3 separate regions of the Mus musculus genome follow, and all the other regions are linked to region 1. The links are chromatin contacts, called in public promoter capture Hi-C maps. All regions are on one chromosome and are shown on one strand. The core of a region is the stretch at or near the end of the contact, and the rest is flanking DNA. Distances in the headings are between cores, read along the strand shown. Region 1 holds the start of Olfr1419 (olfactory receptor 1419). Region 2 holds the start of Ms4a19 (membrane-spanning 4-domains, subfamily A, member 19). Region 3 holds the start of Ms4a13 (membrane-spanning 4-domains, subfamily A, member 13).

Region 1 (3,233 bases), core at 185-2,684:
GTTGCTTATTTTTTGAGAATTTCATATACATACATACATATGTGTGTATATATATATATGTACATACATATACATATATAATGGATCTTGATTATAAACACCCCAGTTCCTCCTCACTTTCCACCCAAGACTCCCCCATGTGCCCTGCGTTCTTCTCACCTTTATGCCCTCTTTTCTGTTAGCATTGGCTACATGAGCATAAGCAACCTAGTCTACTGGTGGTCACACTCCCAAGTGAAATGATTTCTCCTCCAGCAGCGTGATCACCATAAAAACAAAGAAAAGCCAAACGCCATATTGAAGCTTAGGCTACATTGGTTATCAAACTAGCATAAACCAATAGTTGAACTTGTTCTTTGATCTCATCCTTCACTTTTAGAAGAATAGTGTTCTTAGCTTTCTGAGTATCCTCTGCAAACATCAAGGGAAAGACCATTCAGTCGCTAATTTAGTCAGTTTCATTCAACTGAAAGGCTAACCACAATCACACGGAAATGTGTGTGCAGGCATGTGTGAGTCCATATTGCAGCTTACTTAAGTTCAGAAACATGGAAGTGTCAGCAGAGGCAGAGCCGGTGACCAGGGCAGTAGAGATTTTTAAATGTTATTTCCTGAAGTTGCACCTCAGCAAAGAACTCCATTTTCACTTATAAAATTGTTTTGTGACTCAGGATTTAATAATTGTATTGATAATGCAAGAATAAGAAGCTATCTTTTAAGACTCTCAGAATTGATCAACACAGCTTAGAAAGCATTTAAAAAAGACTACACTGGGCCTATAATATTGAGGTAGGTAGGGGGGTGAGCCCTGTAAAAGGAGGTTGGAAATCCTTTATAAGGTAGATGCCATTGGAACAAGGATAAAAGGAGATGTGGAAGAAGATGGATCAGCTGTAAGGTTGCTATTTGACACAATGCAACTGTGAAATTGAATTGTTGAATATTTAAGAAAAAATACCAGAATTCCAAGTTTTAAAGGATTAGATAGGTAAAAATGCATCCTATTTTAGTGATCTGGGCTCTGAATACCCACACTTGCAGAATGGGTAAAAGGCAGACTTGTGTAGCTTGCCGTCTGCGCTTGGTGTGGGGATCACATACATCCTTAGAGATCTGTACTTGTGAGCTGTTCTATGAATGTGTAGTCATAGAAACAAAAGGGCATGAGGCCGGTGAGAAAGTTTTGCTCCAAAAGAAGAGGGATGATGATCAGGAACGACATGGACAACACAAGGTAGCATATATCGAGACCCTCATGCATGCCTGGCATTGGTCTCTGTGCTTGTAGTCATAGAGTCTTGCTCAATTTTCACCAACACTCTGAGGTGGGTGTCATACATTTCTGAATTTTACAGTGAAAATGCTGGAGCCCATATTTCTCCAAAGTCACAGAGCTAGCTGGGGTTGAAATTCAAAGGAAGCTCAGAGAATAAGCACTTGGTTAACTGCAGACTGTGATTTAATATAGCTTAGTGACATGGGAAAGTAACTTTACCCTTGACTCTTTTCCTTGTACTAGGTCTGATGGAGGAGGAAAATCAGACAGGAGTGGTATATTTCCACTTCCGCCCCTTTTCAACCAACTCTACAGTGGCTTCCCTAGTGTTTGTGGGCTTCTTGCTGCTGTATCTAGGAAGTCTCATTGGAAACCTCACCATTGGGCTCACAGTCTGGCAGGATCACTCCCTCCATACCCCGATGTACTTCTTCCTTTTTGTGTTGGCCACATTAGAGCTTGGCTATTCCACCAACATTGCTCCACTGACTCTAGCTAGCATTCTCTCCATGGGGAAGATGCTTATCTCTCTGCCCAGCTGTGGGGCCCAGATGTTCTTCTTCATCCTCCTTGGAGGATCTGACTGTGTCCTGCTGGCCATCATGGCCTATGACAGGTATGTGGCCATCTGTCATCCATTGCATTACAGCCTCATTATGAGTTGGCAGCTCTGTGGGCAGATGGCTTTAGGTTCTCTGGGGCTGGGTTTCCTTTTGTCACTGCCTTTGACCATTCTGATCTGCCACCTCCCATTCTGTGGCCACAATGAAATCTACCACTTCTTCTGCGACATGCCTGCAGTCATGCGCCTGGCCTGTACAGATACCCATATACACCAGGCAGCTCTCTTTGCCATCAGCGTGGCTGCAGTAGCCATTCCTTTTCTCCTTATCTGTCTCTCCTATGGTTGCATTGTGGCTACCATCCTGAGGATGACGTCAGCAGAGGGGAAACGCCGGGCTTTCTCCACCTGCTCTTCACACCTCCTCGTGGTTGTCCTGCAGTATGGATGTTGCACCCTCATCTACCTTCGCCCTAGCTCCAGCTACTCCCCGGAAGAAGGCCGGGCAGTATCTGTTGTCTATACCTTCTTCTCCCCATTGCTGAATCCCTTAATCTATAGTTTAAGGAACCAAGAGGTGACTGATGCAGTAAAAAGACTTTTGACAAGAATGTTCTGGTTCAGAAAGCCAGAAAGATTCCTTCCTGGGGGAAATTATTCACTGAACAAGGGAGAACACAGTATGATGGAAAAGAAACTCAAAATCAATAGGCCATGAGACTGGAGCAGTACTTGCACTCATGACTACCTGGGTCTAGGAAGTGTTAATTGTCACCCTCTACTTCTATTAGATTTTCAGTGACTGAGTCCTGGATCGACCCATGCTGCCTTAATCGGCCTTCTTTTCTACCACAGGACTTAGGATAAAGGCTGGCAGAGGAAACTCAGAGGAAAAGAGGAAACAAATGAATAAGATTGTTGACAGCAGGGCTGAAGAGACCGCTCAGCAGTTAAGAGCACTGACTGCTCTTCTAAAAGTCCTGAGTTCAAATCCCAGCAACCACATGGTGGCTCACAACTATCAGTAATGAGATCTGATGCCCTCTTCTGGGGTGTCTGAAGACAGCTACAGTGTACTTACATATAATAAATAAATCTTAAAGAAAAAAAGAATGTTGACAACAGGTGATAGATAACTATCATTCTGTTACACTTTAAAGGCTTGTAGACCCCAGTCCATCTACATATAGCAATGTTTCTTTGACTTTTTTTGTTGGCATTAAATGTCTCCTGAAACCTCACTTCCTTAACACAATCTTGCTGAATGGCACTATCTGATAGTGATAATTTTTGAAAACTAAATCATTTTTCTTTTTATAAAATTGAGTTTAATATGTCATGGTATTAACCCTGCAATAAAGTTCTTAGGGTTCCTTTGAGACAGAAGAAATGATT
Region 2 (3,233 bases), core at 517-3,016, 710 kb after region 1:
AGCTTTCATAGAATTCACAGAACCTGTACCCAAGAGCTCCTGCTTGCAGAGAATGAGCAAGTTAGCAAAAGAGTGGCCCCAGAGGCAAGCCAGGTGACGGGCCAAGAAAGCCAAGTGTGCAGTGAGAAAGTTAAGGCTACCTGCAGGTCTGTGCATGACAGAAGGCTGCTTCTAGAGATCACAGTCCACGTCTCACTGTGTCATTGATGTCTTAGATGGCTTTGGCTTCTCATCCCTTCCCGGCCAGCCACCAGCATTGGCTCACAGTGTTAAGTGTCATCTTAAAACAACTCCCCCGTAGGACTCCCTCTGCACACAACTACCTTTCCTTTCTTAAAGCCAGAGCTCCAGAGGTAAGTACATATTATCTCCACACAATTACCTCGTGTTTTCCCTTTGACTCTACTCTAGGTCGAGTCTGACTTCCATCTGTCCTCTGAGGCCACTTCTTTTCAGTGATAGCACTCACCTTCACATTGCAAAAAGCCAGCAACCAAATGCATAACCCTTGAGAGATTTAGGCATCGTTTTCCATTTTTTCCTAGAGCTCAGGGCTCTGCAAGGGCATCCTTACCTTTCTGTCTGCTCCTTACCACCTAAGCTGCATTCGATTTTTATTGTCTGACCACCTAATACTAAAATGGATCATCTCTCACCCCACCTTTCCCACAAGGTAAACTCTAAGGTAAAGGATATTCTATATTTTTTCCATTCCTTACTACTAATACATAAACAATGTCATTCATATTTATCCTCAACAGGATATATAAATATTGGAGCATTCTAATTCCTAGAGAATTATATGTTCAATAAATTACATAATACATGGAATACCTGGTACTGGAAGCCTCAACAAATTGCCTGTGAGGAACACTCCTTTAGTTAGCAGCTAACCAAGTCACCATTGCTTTTGAGACTCAATGTAATCTGAGTAAGTTAGACCAAATGACCTTCTGTTAATTTATTCACTTCTTCCAGGTGCCCGATATAGCACCCTTACACTTTACTGGGTTTAGTGTTTACCTGTTTAGTCATATCATAAATGACTCTCAGCCTCATAGACATGACTGTCAAATTTGGGTTCTTTAATACCTACCATTTAGGACTAGATTACATAGAGCAGTAGCCTTTTGTCGGGGTTAATTTATTTGTTGATTGGTTGTTTGACAGTTCCATGCATTTATATAATGAATTTTAATTGTCTTTCACCCCCACAACTCCTCTCATCTTCCTCTGGGTCCCTTCTCAAGTCCACCTCCAGCCTCCATCTCTTCTTTTGGCATACTGCCCACTATGTTTAGAGTTTCTTGTCCCAGAGTGGATGACGGACTTGTGCAATCTAATTTCTGAAAATGGAAAGTCCACAGAGCAAGTGTGACCTCGATTTTGCAGAGAGAGGAACAGAAGATACATCTTGCCCAAACACCACCAGATCCAGGGTTCCAACAACATCCTTCCTTCTAGAGTTTAGAACTTTGATTTTTGAGGAGACTCACAATAGAAAGACTTGCTTCTTCTACTGGAAAACAGTTGGTAGTATTTGCTTGGTGGGGAAGTCTATGGAGCAGGGAATCAGCCATAGCTGGGCTCAAGGACTGCAGATTAATAGCTAGAGTATGCCCAACACTGGTCAGTAAAGGATGTCCGCACTAGAGCTCCTCCTGCTGGCCCCAAACCCTAACCGCATCTACCTCTCGCGGGCATGAAGGCTGGATGGAACCTTCAAGGGCCAGTGGAACTAACTTCTGCGTGGCCCTCCTCACGTGGCACCCTTCACCACGGTTGCTCTGAGACACAACCGCAGCTGCGCTGGATCCGCAAGAGGTAATGAGGGGCACATGAAGGTGGCAGATGCCTGCCTGCAGGAAAGCCAGGGCAGAAAGATCTGGACCTAAAAGCAACCCTTTCAGGATTATCCTATTCTAACCTTGGGGTTGTGACAGAGTATGGATCCATGACCCTTGAACAGACCACATTAAGGACAGGCATTGGACACTGCTTCCTGGAGAGCTTCAATTGTATCCTGGCTTCTTTTTTCTCCCCAGTACAACCCTCCAGGTGATTCTTGTCACTTAGAAGAGCCTTTGAAGTTTATTACATTTTTTTGTAAGTCATCGCATAACGGGTAAGTTTTTAATTGTCATAATGGGCAATTTTTAATTCAAGAATCTTCTAAAATGCTTTCCTCTGTGCCTTAGTGTATTTTCTCCTTGTCAAATATCAATGGGCCATTATCGTGGCAACTGAAACCTTCAAAGTCCGTGACTTATATGAGGAAAAGGAAAAGTTTGTTTTGAAAGATCTAAAGACAATGCCTTGAATTTTTTTCTTTTTTTATTTATTAGATATTTTCTTTATATACATTTCAAATGCTATCCCGAAAGTTTCCTATACCCTCCCCCCACGCCCTGCTTCCCTACCCACCCACTCCTGCTTCTTGGCCCTGACATTCCCATACAACTACATATAGTGATTGAAGGGAACCAGAAAAGATTAGTGAGACTTTAGAGGCTGGGTGGGGTTGGGGAGCTGTTTCTTGGGAATGGAGGTAGAGATTATCAAAGCCAAATCTAACTAGAAAGCCACTCAAAGCAAATGTATTAACCTTGGACTGAAAAAACATAAATTATCTCTTATTTGTTTTAGTAAAATTAATGTATATAATATAATATATAAGTGTTTACATGATGTATAGGCAGCCAGGCTTCCAAGAAAATGGAACTAAGAAGTTGAAAGTGGTCAGAAGATGATAAGTTCTGTTTTTTCGTCTGTCTCTGATTTTCTCCGGGTGCCCTTCTTCCCACACATGCAAAGTTTCATGCTCTACGGTTCTGTACATTAGAACAGATAGAATCTAATAATGTCCTGGCTTCTTGCTTTTACATCTTCTGCAGCCTCACCAAATGGTTTCGATATCCACCTTTGTTCAGACCAGCTAGAATAAAGAAGAGTTTTCATGAGCATTAAATATAGAGGCTGAGGGGGGAGTTATGATTCATACAAACTAGGAACCATCACCCTCCCTGCCCATGCTAGAAATGACGAGTTATCCTTGTCTTGCCTACTGAACATCCCCTCTGGTTATCTTGTTCACTAACTTAAGAAACCTGCCTATACTCTAGAATACTATTTCTATTTTCCAGCCTCCTCTGCATCTAACATAAGCATGTGACACAGATCCTTCTAGTCAGGCACACACACCCCACCCCCAAACAGACTTAAACTTAGACAAC
Region 3 (3,233 bases), core at 346-2,845, 670 kb after region 1:
AAAATCTTTATAAAAGGATTATCCTTTTCTATTTTTATTAGGTATTTTCTTTATTTACATTTCAAATGTCATCCTCTTTCCTGGTTTTCTCTCTGAAAAAAATCCCCTATCCCCCTCCCTCCTTCCCCCTCCCCCTTCCCCCTGCTCACCAACCCACCCCACTCTCACTTCCTGGCCCCAGCATTTCCCTATACTGGGGCATAGAGCCTTCACAGGACCAAGGGCCTCTTTTCTATTTTTATATATAATACATTATATGTTATTATATTATACGGAACCATATAGTGTATTAATTTTAAAAGTGCTATATAAATATTATATACTTATATATTTATATATTATAAATAATATAGAATATATCATAATACTATTATCAACATACATTATAATTAAATATATATTTATATTTTATATGATTCATATAATTTTTATAATTTATATATATATATATTTGGGGGGGTGAGACAGGGTTTCTCTGTGTAGCCCTGGCTATCCTGGAACTCACTTTGTAGACCAGGATGGCCTCGAGCTCAGAAATTCGCCTGCCTCTGCCTCCCGAATGCTGGGATTAAAGGCGTGAGCCACCACGCCCGACAAAGGATAATATTTTGTTTGTTTCTTTGTTTGTTTGTTTGTTTGTTTTTGAGACAGGGTTTCTCTGTGTAGTCCTGGCTGTCCTGGAACTCACTTTGTAGACCAGGCTTGCCTCGAGCTCAGAAATCTGTCTGCCTCTGCCTCCCAAGTGCTGGGATTAAAGCTGTGAGCCACCACTGCCCGGCTACATATAAATATATTTAAATATATTTATGTATACATATCTATTTTATGTATACTATGTAACATATAATGAAATATAAATAATATAATACTATATGAATATATATTATAAAAAGATTATCCTTCATAAAAGGATTATCATCCACGAAATATTTGCAATGTAAGCCAGAATTTTAAGTCTTCCAGGAATAAATGAAAGCTCACAGCATGCTCTGGTTAAAGGAGCATCTACTGTCCAAGGGTCTTTAAGCCCTCAGGAAGTCTTCGGTGCTCGGCAGGTGGCCTGTGCTCCCTAGAGAAAACAGGTTTTCCTTTCTGTCTCCCCATTTGCTCTCCAGTAGTAGAGTATTCTTTATCTTTTCATAGCTATCTATGCATCTTTATGTTTCTCTTCACAAACGTTGAACTACTGCCTCATATCAAATCCAAAACCAATACGGTGCAGAGAGCCTGCATAGTAAAATGTCCCCAGCGGGTGGGTCAAAGCAGTCATTTTAATCATTTCCTAAAGAGTCTCTTCATTAATTTCTTTAGCCATTTATATTTGGAGGAGGGTGGAAGAAGAGTAAACTATTAACTCATTTACTTGCCTTTTTACAACTTGAAACCTTCTGAAATGTGTGGTAAACGATCAGGTCTCTGCGGCCATTCTATCTTAGGAGAAGCATCCCTGAAGAGGCAGTGTTCCAGCCATGTCCAGGGAAGCCATTACTAGAAACTCCAGAAGAGGATCGAAGTGAGGGACCAGGGCGTGGCCCGCAGGCCCCAGTGAGTCTGCGCACTGGTTCTCATCCCTCTGCCCTAAGAGAGGGCTGTTGCCCTTGACAACCCGGCGGCTTGAGGAGCTTGACAACCACCTGGGAGCTAGACTGCGCGCTGCTGCCTCTGATGGCTATGCAGCCAGATCTAGCGCTGAGAGCACCATCCACGGTGATCCTTCTCTTCAGCCTGTGCCTAGGCCTGATAGGGTGAAACTGGATCCTTGGGTCTTGGGACAACTGAAATGTGAGGTAACAGTGTGCCTCTTTACTTTTGCTAAGCATCAAAATGGACACGGTCTGGAGAAAGGGGGTTGAGGAAAGAGAGGTGGGCACATCTCCATTCTCCATCTTTTATACCCTCTCGTTTGACCTTCTAAAAAATACTTTTATTTACTTTTTGAAATGTGGGGTCTCACTGTGTTGACAAGATTGCTCTAGAATTCCTGGGCTGAGCAATCGTCCTGCCTTGACCTCACAAGTAGCTGCCAGCAGCTACTTATTCCCACCCACTCCTTCTAGATTTCATCTAGTACTGACTGCCGGTATATGGGTGTATCATGATGTGAGGTGAAAAGTAAAATACTTCTCATGACTGTAACATCAAGGTTCGCCACTAGTCACCTTAAGTAAAGTATTCACTTAAAATATTTATCAGAAAAGGGGGAAGAAAGAGGGGAGTAACTGAATGCATATGGCCAGGGAATTAAGCAGGAATGACCACGAACACATGGAAATGAACTTTATAATTTCTGGGGACAACAAAGTGATTTGAAGTTAGTCTTGAAAAAAATTTGCAACACAATGTGGCAGGAATTACGGGCAAAATGTTAAGACAAACATCTGTGTATCTAGCTACCTTGTAGCACAAGCAGGCTTTGGGGAAAGGGTTACTACCAGGGTTGTTAAGCTATGAAGTCCGAGTGACCAAGTGAGAGGGGAAGGTGGGCAGGAAGCAGTTCATGAAGAAATTGGTGTGTCCTCTGAAGATGTCATTCTCTTCATTTTATTTTAAAAAATCTTTTTTGAGGTTGGTGAGCTGGTTCAGTGGTCATGAATCTTGCTGTTTTTGCAGAGAACCAGAGTTTAATTGCTAACACTCTTATCAGGCAGCTCGGTGCCAACTTAAACTTCAGGGGACCTGACACCCTTTTTCATAGGCATCCAAACACACATGCAGATACACAATTATTTTAAAGTAAAAACGTTTTAGATGTTTTAAATCATTTTTCTGGGACGCGCGCACACACACACACACACACACACACACACACACACACACCAAGGCTCCATGAACGTTATAGAAGAGAGGGTAGGAAGATTTAAAGTCAGAAGTGGTAGAAAGGGCTGTGCAACATTGTCCTCTGAATGTAACATGGGTGATGCACTCATGAACTCACTACAGATGTGGTCACCTACCCAACACTAGAGTCATCAACTTTTTCATTAGAGGGAGGAAGGGCTCTGGAGGCTTCACCCCTACCCTGAGGGACTATTAACAGTTAATAGTGGCTGAGGAGAGAGGTGTCACTTTCTTCAGTGGTATAACCCAGGATCCAGGATAAAACCTCCCACCCATGTTCATGAGGGCAACCCTACTTAACTCAGTAGGTCAGACACATAAAACAGGCAGGAAAGTAATGGAGGGACCTGTTGGGAAGAAAAGGGGTTTTAGCAAAAGAAGGTGGGCAGATAAAA

What was found. Promoter capture Hi-C pulls out the DNA fragments that hold promoters and counts their contacts.
Region 2: a promoter capture Hi-C map of embryonic stem cells shows a contact between it and region 1, with 5 times the contacts expected there. The contact joins the promoter of Ms4a19 here to the promoter of Olfr1419 in region 1. A contact is called at or near these places in 11 of 39 promoter capture datasets (the HPC-7 cell line, cranial neural crest, embryonic stem cells and 5 more) and 1 of 9 other capture datasets (adipose tissue).
Region 3: a promoter capture Hi-C map of stem cell-derived epiblast-like cells shows a contact between it and region 1, with 7 times the contacts expected there. The contact joins the promoter of Ms4a13 here to the promoter of Olfr1419 in region 1. A contact is called at or near these places in 6 of 39 promoter capture datasets (cranial neural crest, embryonic stem cells, hippocampal neurons and 3 more), 2 of 484 Hi-C or Micro-C datasets (both in embryonic stem cells) and 3 of 9 other capture datasets (embryonic stem cells, liver and macrophages).

What each region holds. Positions count from the first base shown.
Region 1 is chr19:11,869,506-11,872,738 of GRCm38.p6, reverse strand. Olfr1419 (olfactory receptor 1419) reads left to right here and starts at 1,434. Exons shown (of 1, transcript NM_001011775.2): 1 at 1,434-2,593. The coding sequence starts at 1,525. The coding sequence ends at 2,556.
Region 2 is chr19:11,163,863-11,167,095 of GRCm38.p6, reverse strand. Ms4a19 (membrane-spanning 4-domains, subfamily A, member 19) reads left to right here and starts at 1,766. Exons shown (of 8, transcript NM_001370777.1): 1 at 1,766-1,824; 2 at 2,046-2,106.
Region 3 is chr19:11,195,099-11,198,331 of GRCm38.p6, reverse strand. It overlaps Ms4a13 (membrane-spanning 4-domains, subfamily A, member 13), which reads left to right and starts at 1,595. Exons shown (of 7, transcript NM_001347435.1): 1 at 1,595-1,787. It overlaps 4930526L06Rik (RIKEN cDNA 4930526L06 gene), which reads right to left and starts at 1,515. Exons shown (of 3, transcript NR_045317.1): 1 at 1,368-1,515.